Regions from separate parts of the Sus scrofa genome. Here region 1 is linked to region 2. A link is a contact called in public HiChIP or PLAC-seq data. All regions are on one chromosome and are shown on one strand. The core of a region is the stretch at or near the end of the contact, and the rest is flanking DNA. Distances in the headings are between cores, read along the strand shown.

Region 1 (5,070 bases), core at 875-3,374, 340 kb before region 2:
GTTAATTCCAGCAACTGTGTCATCTCAGCATTGGCATTTGCTGATTGTCCTTTTCTCTTGCATCTTGAGATTTTCTGGTGCTTCTTATGCTGCCTAGTTTTGGATTGGATCTTGGAAGTTTTGATTATTATGAGATTCTGGTTCTTGTTAAAAAGAAAATTTATTATCTCTTCAGTTACTCTTGCTTTTTCTCTTTTCCTAGATCTCTATCCAGATCTGTTTCTTTTTTTTTTTTTTTCCCTCCCATATTTCGTCCTCTTTAACCTTTTTCTGTGACTTCCAGGAGATTATTCCAATTTGTTTTCTAATTAAATCTTTTATTTAGATTCCAATCTTTAGCTCCCTACACTGTGTTTGTTTTTTTTTTTTTTTTTTTGTCTTTTTGTCTTTTGTTGTTGTTGTTGTTGCTATGTCTTGGGCTGCTCCCGCGGCATATGGAGGTTCCCAGGCTAGGGGTCTAATCGGAGCTGTAGCCCCCAGCCTACGCCAGAGGCACAGCAACGCGGGATCCGAGCCGTGTCTGCAACCTACACCACAGCTCACGGCAACGCCAGATCGTTAACCCACTGAGCAAGGGTAGGGACCGAACCCGCAACCTCATGGTTTCTAGTCGGATTCGTTAACCACTGCGCCACGACGGGAACTCCTACACTGTGGTTTTTGACAAAGTGTTTCTAAGTACTCTTTCTTAAAACTTAGTTGGTTTCTCATTGTGGCTCTATTCTGTTACACCAATTTTGTGACCTCTTGAATCTTGTTTTTAAAAAAGAAACCACTTTCTCAAGGTGCCTCCTTTTCTAGAAGGAATTGTATTTTCTAGGGTGGAAGTGAGGTTTTTTCCTGGAATGCTTGCTCTTTATTAATCCCATTAGCTTGTTGCTCCTCTTCACACACAGAGGTCAGTGAGTCTGTGGTTAGAAGGTGAGAAGAGTTCAACCGTCACGTTGGCCTCCGTTATATGTTTCACCCCAGTGATGGAAGACTGAGGGACCACGGGCCTAATGGTGGGTGAAGAAGGAAATTTGCCTGTGCTTTCTGCCCAGCCTGGCCCACCTGTCCCTGCTTAAGACGCGAGTAGGCCTAGGCCTCCAAAGCTCAAGTGCTTCCCAGAAGCTCTGTCTGGGGGTGCAGGGACTCCCCGCCAGCTGCCCTGTCACAGGGCACTGTGGCTGAGATGTTCCTCTTCCTCTGCTGAGTCACAGATTGCCCTTCTTTCTGTCCCTGGTTCCCTAGTGTGCAGAGAAGCGTATTGTCATCCGCTGCATGTTGAGTTTCCATTGTGGGGAATAACGGGAGTTAAACTAATGCCCTCAAGAAAAGGTCTTTATTCCTTGTTTTTGTTTTTAAGTTTATTTATTTATTTATTTATTTATGGCCACACCTGAGGCATGCAGAAGTTCCTGGGCCAGGGATCGAACCCACGCCACAGCAGCAACCTGAGCCACAAAAGTGACAGAACCGGGTCTTTAATCCACTGAGGCACAAGGGACCTCCAGAGTGAGTCTTTTCAATGTTTGTCTTCACATGTCATTAGTGATGTAAGGGAAAGGCATAATAACATAAGGACTTTGGGAGTGCCAGCTTCCACTAGGAATACAAAAAGGCACCAAACTTAGCTGAAAATGTACAGCATGCTTTCTGCTCTTAGATAGGCTGTCCTAAAGCTATAATTGAACAGAGGAAAAACTTAAACACAATTAGATTCAGATGTATTATTTGGATCTGGAAAATATATCTTTCTTCTTTCGGTCCTCTCAGTTTCTTGTCCCACGTTACATGGTCCATTTTCCCCATTCTGTGTTGGATTGGCACTTGGTATCTCAAGTTAACATATGATAGAAACATAAGCTTTCTCGATGCAAATAGTTACCGGGAAGCAAAATAGCAGTTGCTCTTTGGAGGCTGTACTGTCAGGAATCTGAACAAGTCAGTGGTGCTTTCTCGCCCTATAGTCTGAAACCTGTGTTTAATTTGCTCCTAATAGACAGTGGCTGGGGAAATTCCCCCCTTAGAAGCTACCAGGCTGCAAGGTGGGAATTCCCCCAGGCTCCCCACCCTTGGGAACTGCCCTGTGAGGTCATGCTGCCCAGTGGGGTGAATTCTGTCAAGCCAGCCAGCAGTGGCAGCACAACCCTTGTAAAAACCGATGTGGCGGTATCTTGCACCATCCATGGGGCAGTCATCATCACATTTAGTTAACTTCAGGAAATGATACATGAGAAGGAAGATGAAAATGGAGGAAAGAATTCATTGACTCATTATGGAGACATAGGGAAAGAGCCTAAGCTTCCCACAGTGGGCTATTTTTAATGAATGTTTATTTAATGGAATGAATATTTTGTAACCATTAGAAATTATAACTCTAAAGACTTTGTAACAACATGAAAGAGTACAAATGATACGTTAACAGGGGGCAAAAGGCTCATATATTGCAATTACATAAAAAATATATATGTTTATGTCAAAATCTTAGAAAGGAGTCCGTAGCTGTGACTCCTGGGGTGTGTGGATAATCTTGGACTCTTGTTCCCTCTCACTTATAAACTGCTGTGAAATCATTTTTATCACTTTAAAATAGTTTTGTTTTTTCCTTCAAAACAAATAAACTAGTAATCAGATGGGATTTACCAATCAAGACGAAAAACTTTGTGTTTAGGCTGAGATGAAAACATTAACCCCTTCTGAATTCCTGTTGTGGCTCAGCGGCTTAAGTATCCATGAGGATTTGGGTTCAATCCCCGGCCTCGCTCAGTGGATTCAGGATGAGGCCTTGCCAAAGGCTGTGGCACAGGTCGCAGGTGTGGCTCGGATCTGGGGTGGCTGTGGCTGCAGCTCTGATTGAATCCCTAGCCTAGGAATTTACCATATGCCACAGGTGCAGCCCTAAAAAGAAAACAAAACAAAACATATGAACCCCTTCAGCGTTGACTACTGATTTTTGCTTAGCTAATCTCCTTCAATTTTTTTCTTTACCTCTAAGTTATAAATATTTACAGATTTAATGAGAGCTCCATCTAGAATCCCAGTTAACAGGTAACAGCTGACATATTTATTTCGTACCCGACAAGGGATATTTTGCACTTTCTTACAGTGCTAGAAGCTCATTAAGTCTGAATTTTAGATTACATGTGTGGCATTAAGACATATGCAATCCCGAGTGTGATTATTTGCATGACAACAACATACTGAGCAGCTCTGGGGAGCTTAGCTGTTACCGTGGGGTAGTCTGAAGAGCCATGTGGAGTGGCACATCAAACTACTTGCTTTTATATCTGCCGCTATATCTAAACTCAGCGTGTTTTGTGTTGACTAATCCAAACCTGAGCAGATGGATCCAGGTTCAGCACACAGCGATGTTGCAAGAGCCAGGTGTCACCTCCTCCGAGGCTCTGTCAACCATCCAAGCTGGGTGTCTGCAGGTGGAGACAAGGCAGAGGAGTTATGTGAGGAGAATTGTCTTGTGGAAGGAAGAACCCTGGCATGTGTCGTTCTAGCAGAGAAGGTGGATGTTAAAAGCAGGCAGATTTTCAGCTCAAAATACAGACCCTTATAATGACCAGGGTCGCCCTCTAGCTCAGCCATGGAACATGAGCTTCCTGTTACCCAGCCCTGTGGGTGTTGAGTAAAAGGCTATCCATCCTGGAGTTGCCGTCATGGCACAGCAGAAACGAATCTGACTAGCATCCATGAGGTTGTGGGTTCAATTCCTGGCCTCGCTCAATGGGTTAAGGATCCGACATTGCCATGAGCTGTGGTGTAGGTTGCAGATGCCGCTGGGGGATGCACTCTGAAGGGAAGGAGCTTGCAGGTCAAAAATTTTGTTATTCTAAGTCATATATTTTGTCTTGCCAGCAGACACAAATGTAGGTCTCTCTGACCACCAAACCCCTTTGAGCCTGTCCTTCCTTCCTTTCTGGAAAATCAAAGAAGCATCATGATTTTTTAAACTTGAAGTTTTTTTTTTTTCCTGACATGCACACACATTTCAAAACAAACAACTTTTTGATGGAAGTATAGTTGACTTACAGTGTTGTATTTCCCGTATACAGCAAAGTGATTCAGTTATCTGTGCCTACATATTCTTTTCCATTCTAGGTTATTACGAAACATTGCATATAGTTCCCTATATCATACAGTAGGTCCCCGTTCTTTCTTTCTCCCTTCCTTCCTCCCTTTCTTTCTGTTATTTATTTATTTTTAATGGCTGCACTTACAGCCTATGGAAGTTCCCAGGCCAGGGATCCAACCTGAGCTGCACCTGCCAGCCTGTGGCACAGCCATAGCAACACCGGATCCAAACCACATCTTTGACCTTGCAGTTTGTGGCAACACCAGATCCTTAACCCCCTGAGCCACAACACGAACTTCTCCTTGTTTCGATTTACACTGTTCATTGAGGTATAATTTACATACAGCAAAGTGCAGAGATCTTTAGCATTCAGTTCTATGCATTTTGACAGCTGCATGTATTTGTGACTATTTGAAACATTTCCATCCTCCCAGAAAATTCTCCTGTGTCCGTTTCCAGTCAGTACCCATCCCACTCCCACCCCAGAGGCAACTGCTTTCTAATATCTGTCCAATAGGTTAGGTTTGTCCTTTTATACTTCACATAAATGGAAGGATGAACTGCATATTATTATTTTGCCGACAGAATGCTTTTGAGATTTATATGGTCATTGTGTTTAAAAGATGCTCTTTGCTTTTCTGTCTGAACCGTATTCCACTGTATTGTCATACCACCCTTGGCTTATCCATTCTCCTGTGGATGGGTATTAGGTGGTTTCTAGTTTGAGTTCTAATGAGTGAGGCTGCTGTGTATATTTTTGTACAGGTCTTTATGAGAAATATGTTTTTATTCCTGTTTGGTAAATTCCGAGGTGTGACATTTGTAGGTCATAGAGTAGCTGTGGTTAACTAGAATAGAAATGACGTCTACATCTCTGCAGTTGCCTTCAGTATTAATTAATATTTCCCTATGGTTAGTATCCTCACTCTGTAATTTTAGCATCATAATGGGTGTGAAGCAGTATCTTATTATGGTTTAAATTTGCATTTCCCTGGGAATTC
Region 2 (5,793 bases), core at 2,124-4,623:
TCATCAGCCCACTGAGCAAGGCAGGGACCGAACCCGCAACCTCATGGTTCCTAGTCGGATTCGTTAACCACTGCGCCACAACGGGAACTCCCCATTTGCTTTTTAATTTAATATTTATGGTGATTTTCCATGTATAGAAGTTATTTTACTCTTTTTTTTTTTTTCTTTTTAGGGCTGCACCTGCAGCATATGGAAGTTCCCAGGTTAGGGGCTGAATGGGAGCTGCAGCTGCTAGCCTACGCCGGAGCCACAGCAATGCCAAACCTGAGCCACATCTGCCACCTATGCTGCAGCTGCAACAACGCTGGATCCTTAACCCACTGAGAGAGGCCAGGGACCAAACCTGCATCCTCATGGACACGATGTTGGGTTCTTAACCACAACAGGAACTCCTATTTTACTTTTCTACATGCAAATCAATCTTTTTTTTCCTTCATTATTTCTGATTTTGGTGTCATGCTTTAAACGAACTGCTCCAATTCCCGTATGACATACGCATTTCCTTTTTTTTTTTTTTTTCTGGACTTCGCTTGTTTTATTTTTGGGTCATGCCTGCAGCATGTGGAGTTCCTGGGCAAGGGGTCAAATCCGTGGCACAGCAGTGACCTGAGCCACTTGCAGTGACAACACCGGATCCTTAACCCACTGCACCACAAGGGAATTCTGGACTTGCCTTGTTTTCACTTTTACATGTGGGTCTTTAATTAGTTGGACTTGGGGAGCTATGAGATTTGAAGTAGAAACCACAGATCTCTTTTCTCCTGATGGTTAATTAGTTGTTCTAGGCCATTTATTGGGTAACTGATGTTATCTTCTTTATCATACATTAAATTAATTCAGACGTTTGTGTTTCTTGTGCTTTTTCCTCAGCCTCACCAGAGGCATATGGGAGTTCCTAGGTCAGGGATCGAACCTGAGCCACAGCTGCCATCTGTGCCATAGCTGCGGCAATGGCGGATTCTTAACCCGCTGCCCCACCACGCGACGCCCACTTGGACTTGCTTCTGACAGATCAATTTAGCCCTATCGATCTCGTCACTGCCTACACCCGTACTACAGTGTTTTTTGTTTTTGTCTTTTTGTCTTTTTCGGGCTGCACCTGCAGCATATGGAGCTTCCTAGGCTAGAGGTCGAATCAGAGCTGTAGCCACTGGCCTACGCCACAGCCAGAGCAGCACCAGATCTGATCCGAGTCTGTGACCTACACCACAGCTCACGGCAACACCGGATCCTGAACCCACTGAGCAAGGCCAGGGATCGAACCTGAAACCTCATGGTTCCTAGTTGGATTCGTTAACCACTGAGCCATGACAGGAACTCCAGGAGTTCTTAATATAGTCTTTTTTTTTTTTTGCTTTTTAGGGCTGCACCCACGGCATGTGGACGTTCCCAGCTAGGGGTTGAATCAGAGCTACAGCTGCCGGCCTACACCACAGCCATAGCAATGCGGATCCTTAACCCACTGAGCGAGGTCAGGGGTTGAACCCATATCCTCTTGGATACTAGTTGGATTTGCTACTGCTGAGCCACAACAGGAACTCCTAGGAGTTCTTCACGTATTCTAGATGAAAATCCCTTCTCATATTCATGGTTTGCAAAAATTTCTCCCATTCTACGGGTTGCCTTTTGTTTCTTTTTTTCTGTCTCTTTTTGTCTTTTTAGGGCCGCACCCACGGCATATGGAGGTTCCCAGGCTAGGGGTCCAATCGGAGCTGTAGCCTCCGACCTACACCACAGCCACGCCAGATCCAAGCGGCATCTTCAACCTACACCACAGCTCACGGCAACGCCGGATCTTTAACCCACTGAGGGAGGCCAGGGATCAAACCCGCCACCTCATGGTTCCTAGTCGGATTCCTTGCCACTGCACCACGACGGGAACTCCACTTATTGTTTCTCGATGGTGTCCTTGAAGCACAAAAGTTTTCAATTCTTATGACGTCCACCTCATCTGTTTCCCCGCCGCTGCCCCTTTGGTTGTTGGTGCTTCTGAGGTCTTATCTTAACAACCACTGCACGGGCCAAGGTCAGGAAGAGCTACTCCCATGTTTCTTCTAAGACTTGTATAGTTTTAACTCTTACATTTAGGTCTTCCATTCCTTTTGTGTTAATTTTTGTGTGTAGGGTGAAGTAGGGACTCCTTTTCTTTTTCTCCCCCCCCTTTTGTTTTTGGATCAGGCATCCAATTTTCTTAGCATCATTTTTGAAAAACAAGTCTCTGCCCCTTTGAACTGTCTTGGCACACCCTCACCAACAATCAATTGCAAATGTCAGAGTTTATTTCTGGCCTCTCAACCACGCATCTGTCTGTAGCTTTGTGGTAAGTTTGGAAATCAGGGCACTTGAGTCCTCCAACTTTGCTCTTCTTTTTCAAGACAGTTTTGGCTACTTCGGGTCTCCTGATTTTCCTTTTCTTAGGCCTTTTTGTTGTTGGATGAACGAGCTCTCTTCTCTTTGGTCCCTGCTGTGTAGAGGAAACTACTCGGAGGCACAGATTTCTTTTTTAGTCCAGCTACTTTGCTGCGCTCTCTCCTAAGGCCTAAAAATTCCTCTGCCCATTGGCCAGGGTTTCCCAGGCAGTCAATCATATCTTCAGCTGGTAATGATAAGCTTGACGCTTCCGCCCCCAATTGTGTCTTGATGGGTTTTCTTCTCGGGGTTTCCCCTTGAATTTCAGAATACGGTCGACACTCTGCCGTGTGTGCCACCCTTGGTTTGCTCCTTGTTGTCGTAGGAGGCCTTTGTCATGAAGGACTATGTTATCGGCATGGTGGCTCTATTATGAGCCATCCCAGGTCATCAGCAGGCATCACTTTGTCGGGTGGACTGAGACCAAAACATTTATCATCTCGACAAGGTCTTTCTGTTCTCTGTCACCCAGAGTGTTCACCAGGGCGCATCCTGTGTCCTGTTCCTACGATGAACTATATTAATAAACCTTTAACACTGAAGCCCGCCCCTTGTGTAAACTGTGTCTCTGGAGCCAGTGGGAACAAATGAGCTCCCATTGACAGGAATAACTCAGGTCTCACTGGTCCAACCCCCACGGCTATAACATGGACCAGATGTCACACCCTGAAAGGCAGGAGGTCGCAGCTGGTGTGGCCTGCCAGGGGGGGGAACATACTGTTTCAAATGCGTTCCCAGCACTTCTGAAAAAAAAAAAATCAGGCGATTTCAGATGAAGAGTTCTGATTTTTGCTTTCGCTTCACCAGTGATCCGATCTGACCACATCTGTCCTGCGTTGCCACAGGGTCACAGTGGGCTGAAGCTGCCCCTGGGTGGGGGTGCTTTAGAGGGCTCCTCATCTGCATCCTCGCCAGGCTACTGTCTCCCTACCACATTGTTCCCAGGCCTCAGGGTCAAGGGTCAGTTCCCCTTTTTTCTATCTGTGAGGTTGTTTTCCTCACAGTGGAAGGAGGTGAAAGTGAAACGTCCTGTAATCATGCCTCCAGCAAAGGTGGAAAAACAAAAGGGGCCAAGAGGGAAATGTGTTCTGGGGGAAATGGGAGCGCACATGTTTCTCAGTGCAAGTGAAGAGTATTCCTCCGTGGTTTTTACTGTTGTTTGCTTTTTTTGCTTTTTAGGGCCACATCCGCAGCATATGGAGGTTCCCAGGCTAGGGGTCCAGTCGGAGCCACGGCTGCCGGTCTATACCACAGCCACAGTGACACAGGATCCGAGCCACGTCTGCGACCTACACCACAGCTCTTGGCAACCCCGGCTCCTTAACCCACTGATCAAGGCCAGGGATCGAACTCGCAACCTCATGGTTCCTAGTCGGATTGGTTTCCGCTGCACCACAACAGAACTCCTATGCCTATGTGTTTAACCCACAGAGTGGGCCTATTGAAAGGATACGTGTGAGATGCCACCAGCCACGAAACTCATAGGAAGACCAGAAGACATGTGCAAGGGAAAGAAAACCTTACTGAACTGAAAAAAAAAAAAAAAAACAAAAAAAAGGAGTGAAATCGCAATAGCGTTTGTTTCAGGAGGCACAGAGCGTTGGCGATGCTACCACGAAGCGCCGTGATCTAACGAATTAACACCACCTCCCCGCTTCTGTCTCGGCTGTCCGGCTTCTAGAGACGTCTGAGTGCCTGACTCCTGCTCCAGCCCTCCGGCAAAGCCGCCTGCACGGGGGGCTCCCGTGTACCCCAACCCCGCCCGCCCCTCTCACCTGCTTGTTCGCTGCTGTGCCCTGGATTTCCAAGATCCTGATGGAAACAGTCTCTCATGGCTTCTGCCTGAAGCTCTTTGCCCAGAAGGTTCCGATGCTGACCTGTGAGGTTGACCGGGGACAGAGGTCACACTCCACCCGTAACAACACTAAGGGCTTGGGCGGGGTGGGGGTGGGGGTGGCCCATCAGCTCCTCTCCAAACATACAATCTGAATTCTAGAATGGTGATGGATCGGTCAGACCCTAGGCCTCTCCTATGTTGACCTTCTGGAGCTTCCATTAAAGGCCATTCCTTATCTGGAACCCAAGGCCCACCCTTGAATCCTCCTCTCAGGTCCCTGACTTTTTTCTCTCCTTTTTTTTCTTTTTCTTTTTGTTAGAGCTGCACCCGTGGCATATGGAAGTTCCCAGGCTAGGGGCTGAATTGGAGCTGCAGCTCTGGGCCGACGCCACAGCCACAGCCACAGCCATGCCAGATCCGGGCCACCTCCGAGACCTACACCACTGCTCACAGCCACGCCAGATCCTTAACCCACTGAGGGAGGCCAGGGATTGAATCTGCATGAACATTAGTTAGGTTCTTAACCCACTGAACCACCGTGGGAACTTTGGGCCCCGACTTTTAACCAGGTACGTGTGTGGGCAACCAGTCCAGCTGGAGGCACTGACTAGGTCTGAATCCCTTTAGGCTCACCCATGATCTGCAATCCCTTGAATAAACTCTACCTTGTCAGAGCACATCACCGTTTTAATTCAAGCTTGGGTATAATTAGTGCTGATCTTATGTCAAGTTTTTAAATCCATGTCATAGAGAAGAGTGTGGTAGGTAGTTTTCTTTATAAGTTGTAGTAACAGAGAAAATGAAAGGGGAAGTTTTTCAAAAGTTTGTGGGATGTATGGTATTTTTTTTCTTTTTAAAGATCGTATGTTGAAGTAGTTTTGGAATTACATTTTTTAAAGTTGCAAAGCGTAAGATACAGCACCATAAACTTTCTAAAAGAGATCACAGGCAAAACATAGAAATCATACCAGTGTTTTCTTTCTTCTGTCTGTCTGTCTGTCTGTCTGTCTGTCTGTCTTTTTCTAGGGACGCTCCCTCGGCATATGGAGGTTCCCAGGCTAGGGGTCAAATTGGAGCTGTAGCCGCCGGCCTACACCACAGCCACGCGGGATCCGAGACGCATCTGCAACCTACACTATAGCTCACAGCAACACCAGATTCTTAACCCATTGAGCAAGGCCAGGGATCGAACTCGCAACCTCATGGTTCCTAGTCGGATTCGTTAACCACTGAGCCACAACGGGAACTCCTAGAAATCATACCAGTGTTTTCTTAGGTCCGTCTCCCAATGCAATGAAATAAAAACAAAAATAAACACATGAGACCTAATCAAACTTATGGGCTTTTGCACAGCAAAGGAAACCATAAACAAAACAAAAAGACAACCTCCAGAATGGGGGAAAATAACTGCAAACAATGAGACTGACAGGGGTGTAATCTCCAAAATATACAAACAACTCATACAACTTGACCACAACAAACCAAACAACCCAATCAAAAAATGGGCAGAAGACCTAAATAGACATTTCTCCAAAGACATACGGATG

What was found. HiChIP or PLAC-seq counts read pairs in DNA pulled down with a chosen protein or histone mark.
Region 1: a contact with region 2 is called in an H3K27ac HiChIP or PLAC-seq map of alveolar macrophages. The contact joins two enhancer-like sites. A contact is called at or near these places in 1 of 5 promoter capture datasets (liver), 1 of 47 Hi-C or Micro-C datasets (embryonic fibroblasts) and 1 of 2 datasets of contacts at active chromatin or transcription factors (alveolar macrophages).

Annotation. Positions count from the first base shown.
Region 1 is chr12:54,399,850-54,404,919 of Sscrofa11.1, reverse strand. The region is part of intron 6 of STX8 (a long non-coding RNA gene); the gene reads left to right. Among named protein-coding and RNA genes, the nearest start is that of STX8, 140 kb to the left of the region's middle. Within about 2 kb of position 2,124, at least 6 of the 83 cell types and tissues checked have an H3K27ac peak or open chromatin away from gene starts, as enhancers often do. A contact at or near this core is called in alveolar macrophages, where this site is marked.
Region 2 is chr12:54,059,066-54,064,858 of Sscrofa11.1, reverse strand. LOC106505520 (a long non-coding RNA gene) reads right to left here. Exons shown (of 3, transcript XR_002336843.1): 2 at 4,185-4,286; 3 at 3,753-3,937. Among named protein-coding and RNA genes, the nearest start is that of PIK3R5, 15 kb to the right of the region's middle. Within about 2 kb of position 3,373, at least 1 of the 83 cell types and tissues checked has an H3K27ac peak or open chromatin away from gene starts, as enhancers often do. A contact at or near this core is called in alveolar macrophages, where this site is marked.